Regions from separate parts of the Sus scrofa genome. Here all the other regions are linked to region 2. The links are chromatin contacts, called in public Hi-C and promoter capture Hi-C maps. All regions are on one chromosome and are shown on one strand. Each heading gives the region's core, a stretch centred on a gene start, on an enhancer-like site or on the middle of the called end of the contact. The rest is flanking DNA. Distances are from core to core; before and after follow the strand shown. Region 1 holds the start of ITPRIPL2 (inositol 1,4,5-trisphosphate receptor-interacting protein-like 2). Region 2 holds the start of RPS15A (40S ribosomal protein S15a). Region 3 holds the start of COQ7 (5-demethoxyubiquinone hydroxylase, mitochondrial).

The links. Promoter capture Hi-C pulls out the DNA fragments that hold promoters and counts their contacts. A called contact is a pair of places that touch in the nucleus more often than the background predicts.
Region 1: a contact with region 2 is called in a promoter capture Hi-C map of liver, with 4 times the contacts expected there. The contact joins the promoter of ITPRIPL2 here to the promoter of RPS15A in region 2. A contact is called at or near these places in 1 of 5 promoter capture datasets (liver), 1 of 47 Hi-C or Micro-C datasets (embryonic fibroblasts) and 1 of 2 datasets of contacts at active chromatin or transcription factors (alveolar macrophages).
Region 3: a Hi-C map of liver shows a contact between it and region 2, with 5 times the contacts expected there. The contact joins the promoter of COQ7 here to the promoter of RPS15A in region 2. A contact is called at or near these places in 2 of 5 promoter capture datasets (fetal liver and liver), 6 of 47 Hi-C or Micro-C datasets (embryonic fibroblasts, liver, psoas muscle and 1 more) and 1 of 2 datasets of contacts at active chromatin or transcription factors (skeletal muscle).

The regions. Positions count from the first base shown.
Region 1 is chr3:26,402,379-26,405,234 of Sscrofa11.1, forward strand. It overlaps ITPRIPL2 (inositol 1,4,5-trisphosphate receptor-interacting protein-like 2), which reads left to right and starts at 1,482. Exons shown (of 2, transcript XM_021086544.1): 1 at 1,482-2,856. The coding sequence starts at 2,258.
Region 2 is chr3:26,775,320-26,778,019 of Sscrofa11.1, forward strand. RPS15A (40S ribosomal protein S15a) reads left to right here and starts at 1,342. Exons shown (of 5, transcript XM_021086554.1): 1 at 1,342-1,485; 2 at 2,509-2,646. The coding sequence starts at 2,514.
Region 3 is chr3:26,364,476-26,367,406 of Sscrofa11.1, forward strand. COQ7 (5-demethoxyubiquinone hydroxylase, mitochondrial) reads left to right here and starts at 1,531. Exons shown (of 6, transcript XM_021086541.1): 1 at 1,531-1,668. The coding sequence starts at 1,596.

The sequences.
Region 1 (2,856 bases), core at 232-2,731, 370 kb before region 2:
ACACAATAAATGCTTTCTGTCACCTGCAACCCAAGAATGCAGATTAATAGACTCTGAGCTCACAGCTAGTAGCAGTGGTGATGAGGATCTACACTCAGGTCTGCTTAGCTCGGAGAGGCTTTCCTGGGCATAATCTTGGTTCTTAAGCCAGGAGTCATCCTTGGAGTACTGAATCTCAGAGGGTATTTAGGGTCTGACATTTTTCATGCATTGACTCTTGTCTCCTTAATTGCTGGTGGGAGCAAGGAAGGTGCAGCGACCGTAAATAAGTAAAGACAATTATTTAAATAAATCCAAATAGTTAGATAATTGCAGATAAATGCAGAGAGTACTCCCTGTTATGAAACAAAGCAAAGCTTCCTAGGAGTTCCCGCTGTGGTGCAGTGGGTTAAGGACGGGGCGTTGCTACAGCTGTGGTGTATGTGGGTCACAGATGCCTCTTGGATTTGATCCCTGGCCTGGGAACTTCCATATGCTTCGGGGGCAGCCAAAAATGAAACATAACAAAACAAAGTTTCCTAGATTGAGAAGGTCCTTGTGCAGGTCCTGCCTGACAAAGGACACTTCCCAGCAGCTGAGGAAGGGACTCCCTGGTCCCTGAGTCCTGCCTCCTGACATCTCTGGAGCCAGGTGCCTGTGAGCAAGGCACAGCTCTGCTGAAAGCTGTGTGACCTTGGGCAAAGGCTGAACATGCATGTGCCCCAGGTTCGCCACTTGGAAAATGGGGACAATAATAGGATCCCCTTCTTAGGATGAACTGAGTAGTGAGTGCCTATGTGCTACGTGATTAGTACAGTACTGGCACACAGTAGGACCTTTGTAAAGGCCGTAATTATTGCACCAAGGCTGGTTCACCCTCTTTGAGGTCTCAGACCAAGGGTCACCCTACAGACAGCCTCTAGCTGGTGGAGGTGGGCGACCTCCACCTTCTCACTTCTTCACACGGTTTTGTTTCTTTCAGAGCATTTTCTGCTGTGGGTCCCCTTCTCTTCCTTCCTTCCTTCCTTTATTTATTTATTTATTTTTGCTTTTTAAGGCTGCACCCGTGGCATATAGAAGTTCCCAGGCTAGGGGTCCCATCAGAGCTGCGGCTGCTGGCCTAGGCCAACGATCAGGGTAGCTGCTGAATCCTTAACCCACTGAGTGAAGGCAGGGATGGAATCCATGTTCCCATGGAGACTAGTCGGGTTCTTTACCTCTGAGCCACGACGGGAACTCCTGTCTTTTTCCCCCTTTTTAAAAAAGCCTCTAAGCTTTAAGAACGGCAGAAACTGCCTATTTTGCCAACTGCTATTTCCCGGGCACCTAATCTCCTAGTCTCAGTAGCTATTGGTTTGAATAAAAGACAGCAGCGCACTGGCAGGGGCTGTTCCCTTCCAAGGCCTGCCACGCCACCAACACCACGCCACCACGACTTGCTGGGGGCGGGAGGCAGGATGGAGGGAGGGGGAGTGGTTGGGGGGAAGGAGGTGGGGGGAGGCGGAGCCGGGGTTGGACAGTCTGGTTGTGCGCTCTTTTTTTCCCCTCCTTTCAACTTCCCGGTGTAACTTTGATTACAACTCCAGAAGCTCCCCTGACCAGGCCATCAGCCTCCAATGAGAGCCTGCCTACTTCGGCCTTAGGGTAGGCAGGAGAGGGGTGGCCCGCGGGAGGCTGGTTGGAAGCAAGTCCTGAAGTCGCTCCCGCCGCCCTCCCCGCCCTAAGTCCCTCCTCGCTTTAAGGCGGAGGCCGGGAGGGGGCCGACCCCGCCCGCCGGCTCGGCGCGCGGCTCCGGACTCCGGCATTTCCTCCCCGCTAGCTGGCGCGGCCTCGCCTTCCCTCGGAAGAGGAAACTCCCGGGTCGAGTAACGGGAACCAGCTCAGAGCGGAGCGGCGGGGGACCCCGGGGGCCCAGCGGCGCCGGGAGGGCGGCCCGGGATCGGAGGCGAGCGCGGCGGGACCAGAAGCTGGCCGCGGGCGGCGCGCCGGGGCGCGGGGCGGGGAGCGCCGCCGGGCCGGACGCCGCGCGCAGCCGGAGCAGGGCGCGGCCGGGAGCCGGGGCGTGTAGAGAGGGCCGCAGCTGGAAGGAACGCTTGAGCTGGGACAAGAGGCCGAGCTGGAGGGTGGCTTTCCCCCGCCCTGCGACGGGAGCGCCGCCGCGGAGACGAAGGAGACCCGGACGGCGGGGCTGCCCGGGCGCTGCGCGCATGCTGGGCTGGGGGCGCTGCCCGGGCTCGCGCCCTGGGCTGCTCGGCAGTCGCTGCCCCGGACGCCCGGCATGTCGGTGCACTACACCCTCAATCTGCGCGTCTTCTGGCCCTTGGTGACCGGCCTGTGCACCGCCCTCGTGTGCCTCTACCATGTCCTGCGAGGAAGCGGGGGCGCCCGGGCCGAGCCCCCCGACAGCGCGGACGGCGGCTTCCCTCTGCTCAAGGTGGCAGTCCTGCTCCTCCTCGGCTACATCCTCCTGCGCTGTCGCCACGCTGTCCGGCAGCGCTTCCTGCCTGGATCTCCCCGCCTGGGGGGCCACTCGGCCTTTTCTCCTGGACACTTCGGAGAGCCCAGCCTCGACATCTTGCTGGAGAGTTACTATGAGCACGAGGTGCGCCTGTCGCCGCACGTGCTGGGCCACAGCAAGGCACACGTGAGCCGGATCGTGGGCGAGCTGGTGCGGGCTGGCCGCGCCCGGGGGTCCCCAGGCCCCATCCCAGGGGGAGCGCTGGCCTTGGCCTTCCGTGGAGACTTCATTCAGGTGGGCAGCGCCTACGAGCAGCATAAAATTCGCCGGCCCGACAGCTTCGACGTGCTGGTGCCGCTGCGCCTCCCGCCCTTGGTGGCGCTGGAACCTCGGAGCCTGGGCGCGGAGCCCGAGCTGGC
Region 2 (2,700 bases), core at 92-2,591:
TAGGTAACTAGCCTGAGGTCACCCAGCTTCAGAAAGAGCAGAGCTAGAATTCACTCCCTCTGGAGCGATCAGACCCCTGACTTCAGGAACAACTTACTGAGTATTTGCCACATGCCAGGGCTTTGACGAGCCCTTTGGCACCTTAGCTCATCTGACCCTAGCAATAACCTTTAAGAGGCTGCACATTTATTTCAAAACACTTGTGGCTTTCTTCCAAACTGTGTTATCTCAGAACTGAGAGAAAAGTCTGAAACTCCAGTAAACAATTTTTTGGGGGGCGGGGGGGGGGGGGACTTTTTAGTGCCGCACCTGAGCCATACGGAGATTCTCAGGCTAGGGGTCAAATTGGAGCTACAGCTGCCGGCCTACACCACAGCTCACGGCAACCCTGGATCCTTAACCCACTGAGTGAGGCCAGGGATCAAACCCTCAACCTCATGGTTCTTAGTCAGATTCATTTCCGCTGCACCACAACTGGAAACTCCAATAATTTCTAACATTTAGGGAGAGTCCAAAAGGAAGCATCAATTTTTAAATTTTTTTTTTTACTTTTTAATTTTTATGGCTGCCCCCACTGCATATGGAAGTTCCCCAGGCCAGAAATTGAATCTCAGCCGCCGCTGCGGCAACACCGTATCCTTTAACCCACTGCAGCCATGTTCGGGGATCCAATCCGCCCCCCCGCAGCCACAAGAGGCACAGCGGGAAAAGTTTTTGACTGCTTTGAAAAAGTCATCCATACACGTTTCCAAGAAACAAAGGGAGAGCTGGCTTCTGCAGCACACTATACTAAAATTGGACCCATGCAGAGAAGATTATCATGGTTCCTCTGCAAGGATGACAAGCAAACTCAAAGAGGTCTTTTTTTTTTTAATTTAAGGAGTTTCTTGGCGGCCTAGCGGTTAGGTTTTGGTGCTTTCACCGCTGCTGTCTGGGTTCAATACCTGGTCTGGGAACTGAGATCCCACATCAAGCTGCAGCAGCAAAAAACCCACAAACACAAGAAAAAACCCCGAACGAATTTCTGTAGGGAAAAAGCAATTCTTCCCATTACCAGTTCCTAACGCCCTCCTCAGAGGCAATTACACATTTCTGCGGGTTCTTCCATAGATACTGTAAATACTTAAGTATCAAAATTTTATAAATGGTGACCAGTTATTGCAGTAAAAACGTGCAAATATCTAGGCTCTTGTCACTTGTTTATTTTAACAGATTAGTTGCTAGAAAGAAATCGATCCGGTGGCTAGCGTTGCCCTTCTATAAACTCCCTCAGATAGCGCCTGGGGTGTTCGATTCCATCCACTCTCTACTGCCCACCCCTGAGGAGACTCCGCCCGTTCACCCACCTCCTTCCGCTAGGCAATCCTTCTTTTGTTGTTTTTTTTGTTTTTGGCGGGGCTTTGAAAGTCTCGCGATAGCCTGACCTCTTCCCATAATTCCGTGCGCTCGCCCCTCCCTTCCTCTTTCCGCCATCTTTCCGTGCCGGTGAGTATCTTTCTCTGAGCGATCCAACTTTATCCGTTCGCTATCGGTGCCATCCTGTGGTCTGAGGCTCGGTCTTGGTTCCCTGCGAGGATGCCGGCGGCCTCCTGTGCCGGGAATACTGGCCTCGCGGGGGTCTGAGCAGGCGGAGGAGAGAGTCATGCTCAGCCGCCCCATGCTCTGCATTCTGGGGAGTCCGGGCTGTGGGGCGCAGGCCGCAGCCCTGGCTGGACCCGGAGCTTTTCGACTGTTCGGTCGACCCGGACCCCCTACGCGATCGGCGATGCCAGTACCGCCCTTAGTAGATGAGGCCCCTCCTTGGCGGGAAGTATCGGAGTCTGGGACCCTAATGGGCCGTACAGCTTCCCATTGCTGCGGCCGCGCTGGGAGCTTGGGAGTCTGAGGCCCCTTCGGCAGGGAAGATTGCACCCTGCTTGGGGTGGAGGTTTGCTGGTGTCTTCTGGGCTCCAGGTTTTCCCCCAGACACTTGTTGAGCTTGAGGAAGCCGGTCGGACTCCTCCTGTTGTCGTTTGAAAGCATGCTTTGGCCCTTGTCCTTAGCTTTCAAAACTTTGTTAGGTAAGTTCGTGTCTGTTGGGATAGAGTCTGATGAGGTGCAAGTAACATACTTGCCACTATGGTATGCTTGCTGTGGGGCATAATTTTGGGTGGCACCTGTACAGTCGTTTTAATAGTTACGGGCGTTAGGAGAAAGTCAAGTGGTATCTTGCGATGTTTAGGACGAGGCCGACACTGAGTTGGTTTATGTAAAGGTCCTGGTGGTTTTCAGAAATTTGGAAATCATCGATGGTGACCATTTGCTCCCTTTCTGAATTAACTGGCCTACCATAGCTGGTGTTTTCATTTTGGTAGGTGACATATTCTTTCGGGGCTACAAGGGAACCAGCCTGTGTAGAGATGGGAACCTTGATAGAGGTAGAAAGAAAAGCATGTGTTAGCCGTGGAATGATTGGGTGTCTGTTAATGGCCATGGCATTAATACCCCTGTTTTGTCTTCCCTGAACAGCCACAATGGTGCGCATGAATGTCCTGGCCGATGCCCTCAAGAGCATCAACAATGCCGAAAAGAGAGGCAAACGCCAGGTTCTTATTAGGCCGTGCTCCAAAGTCATCGTCAGGTTTCTAACTGTGATGATGAAGCATGGTAAGTGTCTTAATGTGTTTTGTTTTGAGGTAAACCTGTTACAGAAAGAGTCCA
Region 3 (2,931 bases), core at 281-2,780, 410 kb before region 2:
AATAAAATAATAAAAAGTTATATAAGAGTTGATCATAAACTATTAAATTCCTGCACTGTATTAAAGTAATTTGAAAACAATTAGCAACTTCAATTACTTTACAATGGCAGTGTATGTTAAATGTGGGGATTTTTTGGCCCCACCCATGCCCAAGGCATGCAGAAATTCCTGAGCTAGGGATGGCATCCACACTACAGCAGTCGGCAGTGACAACATGGATCCTTGAACCACTAAGCCACTTGGGAACGCCTTAAATGTTTTGCAATAACTTGGATAAAAGATACATATAATCCAAAGGTGTAAAGTAGAACATGAAAGCCCCCTTCTCACCTCCAACCCTCTGAAGTTACCATTACTGGACATTTTGTTATACATCCTTCCAGATGTGCATCTTTGATTTTTTTTGGCCCTCATACAGATTACACATTCAAAAAATTATTTCTGTTCAATAGAGTTGTAGAAGGAGGATTGCTATATCAATGGATATGCATTTATTAAAATGTCCACCAAAATTTTTTCTTAGTTTATTTTCTTAGAGCAGTTTTAGGTTCACAGCAAAAGTGAGGAAAGTAGATTTCCTATATACCCTCTGCTGCCACATTCCCCCAGAGTGCTACGGTTTGTTACAATTGATGAGTCTACATTAACAGACCGGATATAGTTTTGATTTCAGTTCCAGAGCAGGAGTTGAATCCTGGGCCGCAGTGGTGAGAGCCAGGAGTCCCAACAACTAGACCACCAGGGAACTGGTGAATAACTTTTAGAAGTGTGAAATACGTGGAGTTCTTGCTGTGGCTCAACGGTATTGATATCTGCAGTGCCAGGACTCAGGTTCAATCCCCAGCCTGGCATAGTGGGTTAAAGGACCTGGCATTACCACAGCTGCAACAAAGGTCGCCACTGCCACCCGGATCTGATCGCTGGCCCGGGAGCGCTAATATACTGTGTGGCGGCCAAAAGAAAAAAAAAAAAATTATGAAATACGTTGCTAAATCTCACCTCCCCAGCCCTCTCGTCAAGAAACCAATTTGCATCAATACGTTCACACTAACAGTAAAGTGGATATAATAATATTAATAATGTTCTTTGTAGAAAATTTAAAAAATAGAGAAAAGGGCTAAGAAGAAATTTAAAATCGTCTGTCAACCCCCAAAATACCTGGAGATACCATGCAGTGAACTGAATTCCAGAATGTAATTTCTGGAAGTGGATAAAGGCTACAAATAGAGAAAAGTCTCCTATGCTGGTAAAGCATAAAATATGATGGCTATGCCAGTAAATAATTCCCTCACGGTCCTCTTTCCCAGGAACGGAGGTTAGGTAGTAATCCTGTCGCTATCTTCTAAAGAACAATTTAGCGTTCTCATCTCCATGGCAACCCTTCACCGGGCTCCTGAGTGATTGATAATGGTCAGATCCAATAGGATCTTTCCATTTGACACTCCCAACCAATCGAGTGGAAGCTGGGCGCTTAGGGGCGTTTCCACCTACGCAGAGGCGGGCTGCATCTGCCTTACGCCAGCTGTACGTCATCAGTCAGTGCCGAGGGCAAGTTGGGCTCACTATTCAAGGAGTGGGTACCCTGTTGCGGGGCCATGAGCTACGCCGGGGCAGTGGCGGCTCGCTGCTTGTGGCTTCCGCGCACGGGGGCCCCGCGGCCCCTTTCAGGTAAAGTGTGAGAGCGATGGCTGCCCCGCGCTGGGCTGGCGAGCAATGAACTTTTCTCCTGAGGTTTGGGTCGGAGAGGTCACGGCGTAGACGTTTATACGTCACGGGACTGCGACCGAGCGCGAGCGGAAAAGCAGGGCTAGGCTTGTAATGTGTCGCCGGCCCGCTGGGCGGGAAGAGAGTGGTTTTCTGATGTGACGCTCTGTGGTGCCGGTTCCGGGTTAGCGGGTTGGGGGAATGACCTAATTGCACACCTGTTCTCTGACGTCACTGCAGGTGTGGTCGGCGTTCCAGGCTGAGCAAAGTTGGCGACCTTGAAAATTTAGCGTCCCATGGGTGGGTGTATTCCCATAATCCGCAGCGTCGGCTTCTTCCCAGCTCCCCAAGGGAGCTTGGTAGAAATGCGGTTTCTCAGGTCCCTCGCCTGACCTACTGAGTCGCCATGTCTGTATTTTAACTAGCCCTTCGAATGCTTCGTATGCATTTGCATATTTTGAGAAGCACGAAATTGGTGGAGCATCGAGAGAGACTTGGGCTTGGATCCTGGCTCCTCTCCTCATTTCGTCCCAGCGGCCTCAAAATTGTGAGGTCGTTTTCTGGAAGTTAAGTCATTCGTCTACCACCTTCAGGATGGTTGCATTATCGCAGTACCACTTGTATTTTTTATCACTTTTTAAAAAATTAAACCGTGTTCTGTTTTTAAATTAAATGATTTCACGGAAACCCTATCTTTACGGTAAGCGGAGAACCAGGATCGCACGTCCCAAGTAAAGTACTTGTAAAAAAAATAAATACGCTGAACACAAGTTGTTGTATTAGATACTGCTGCCTACCAAGGCTTGAACCTGTCTTTCTGGTAAGAATGGGAGGTTAACAAGCGTTAGGAAGTGTTCAAGTTATGTCACCTTTACAGCCTCGTTGATGAAAGCAAAAGGATTGGAAGAGAATAACTAAATAACATGAGTGTTATTTAATGCATGTGCATAGCCACTTAAGATCGTCCCATAAACCATTTGAAGTCACACATCGTTGATATGTGTTTCACATTTTGGGAAAACACGAATATAAAATGATGCATTTGAGAGCTTCTAGCAGTGAGCCTCAGTTTTATTTTTAAGTGTGTGAGTGCAGGCAAAACCCAGAGGATTGTTGAACATGAATTTTAATGCTCTGTTGTTGAGCCAATGACAGAATTCTTCTTCTTTTTTTCCATTTTTAAAAGTATTGATTTATAATGTTGTGATTCTTTTTCATTTATAAAGC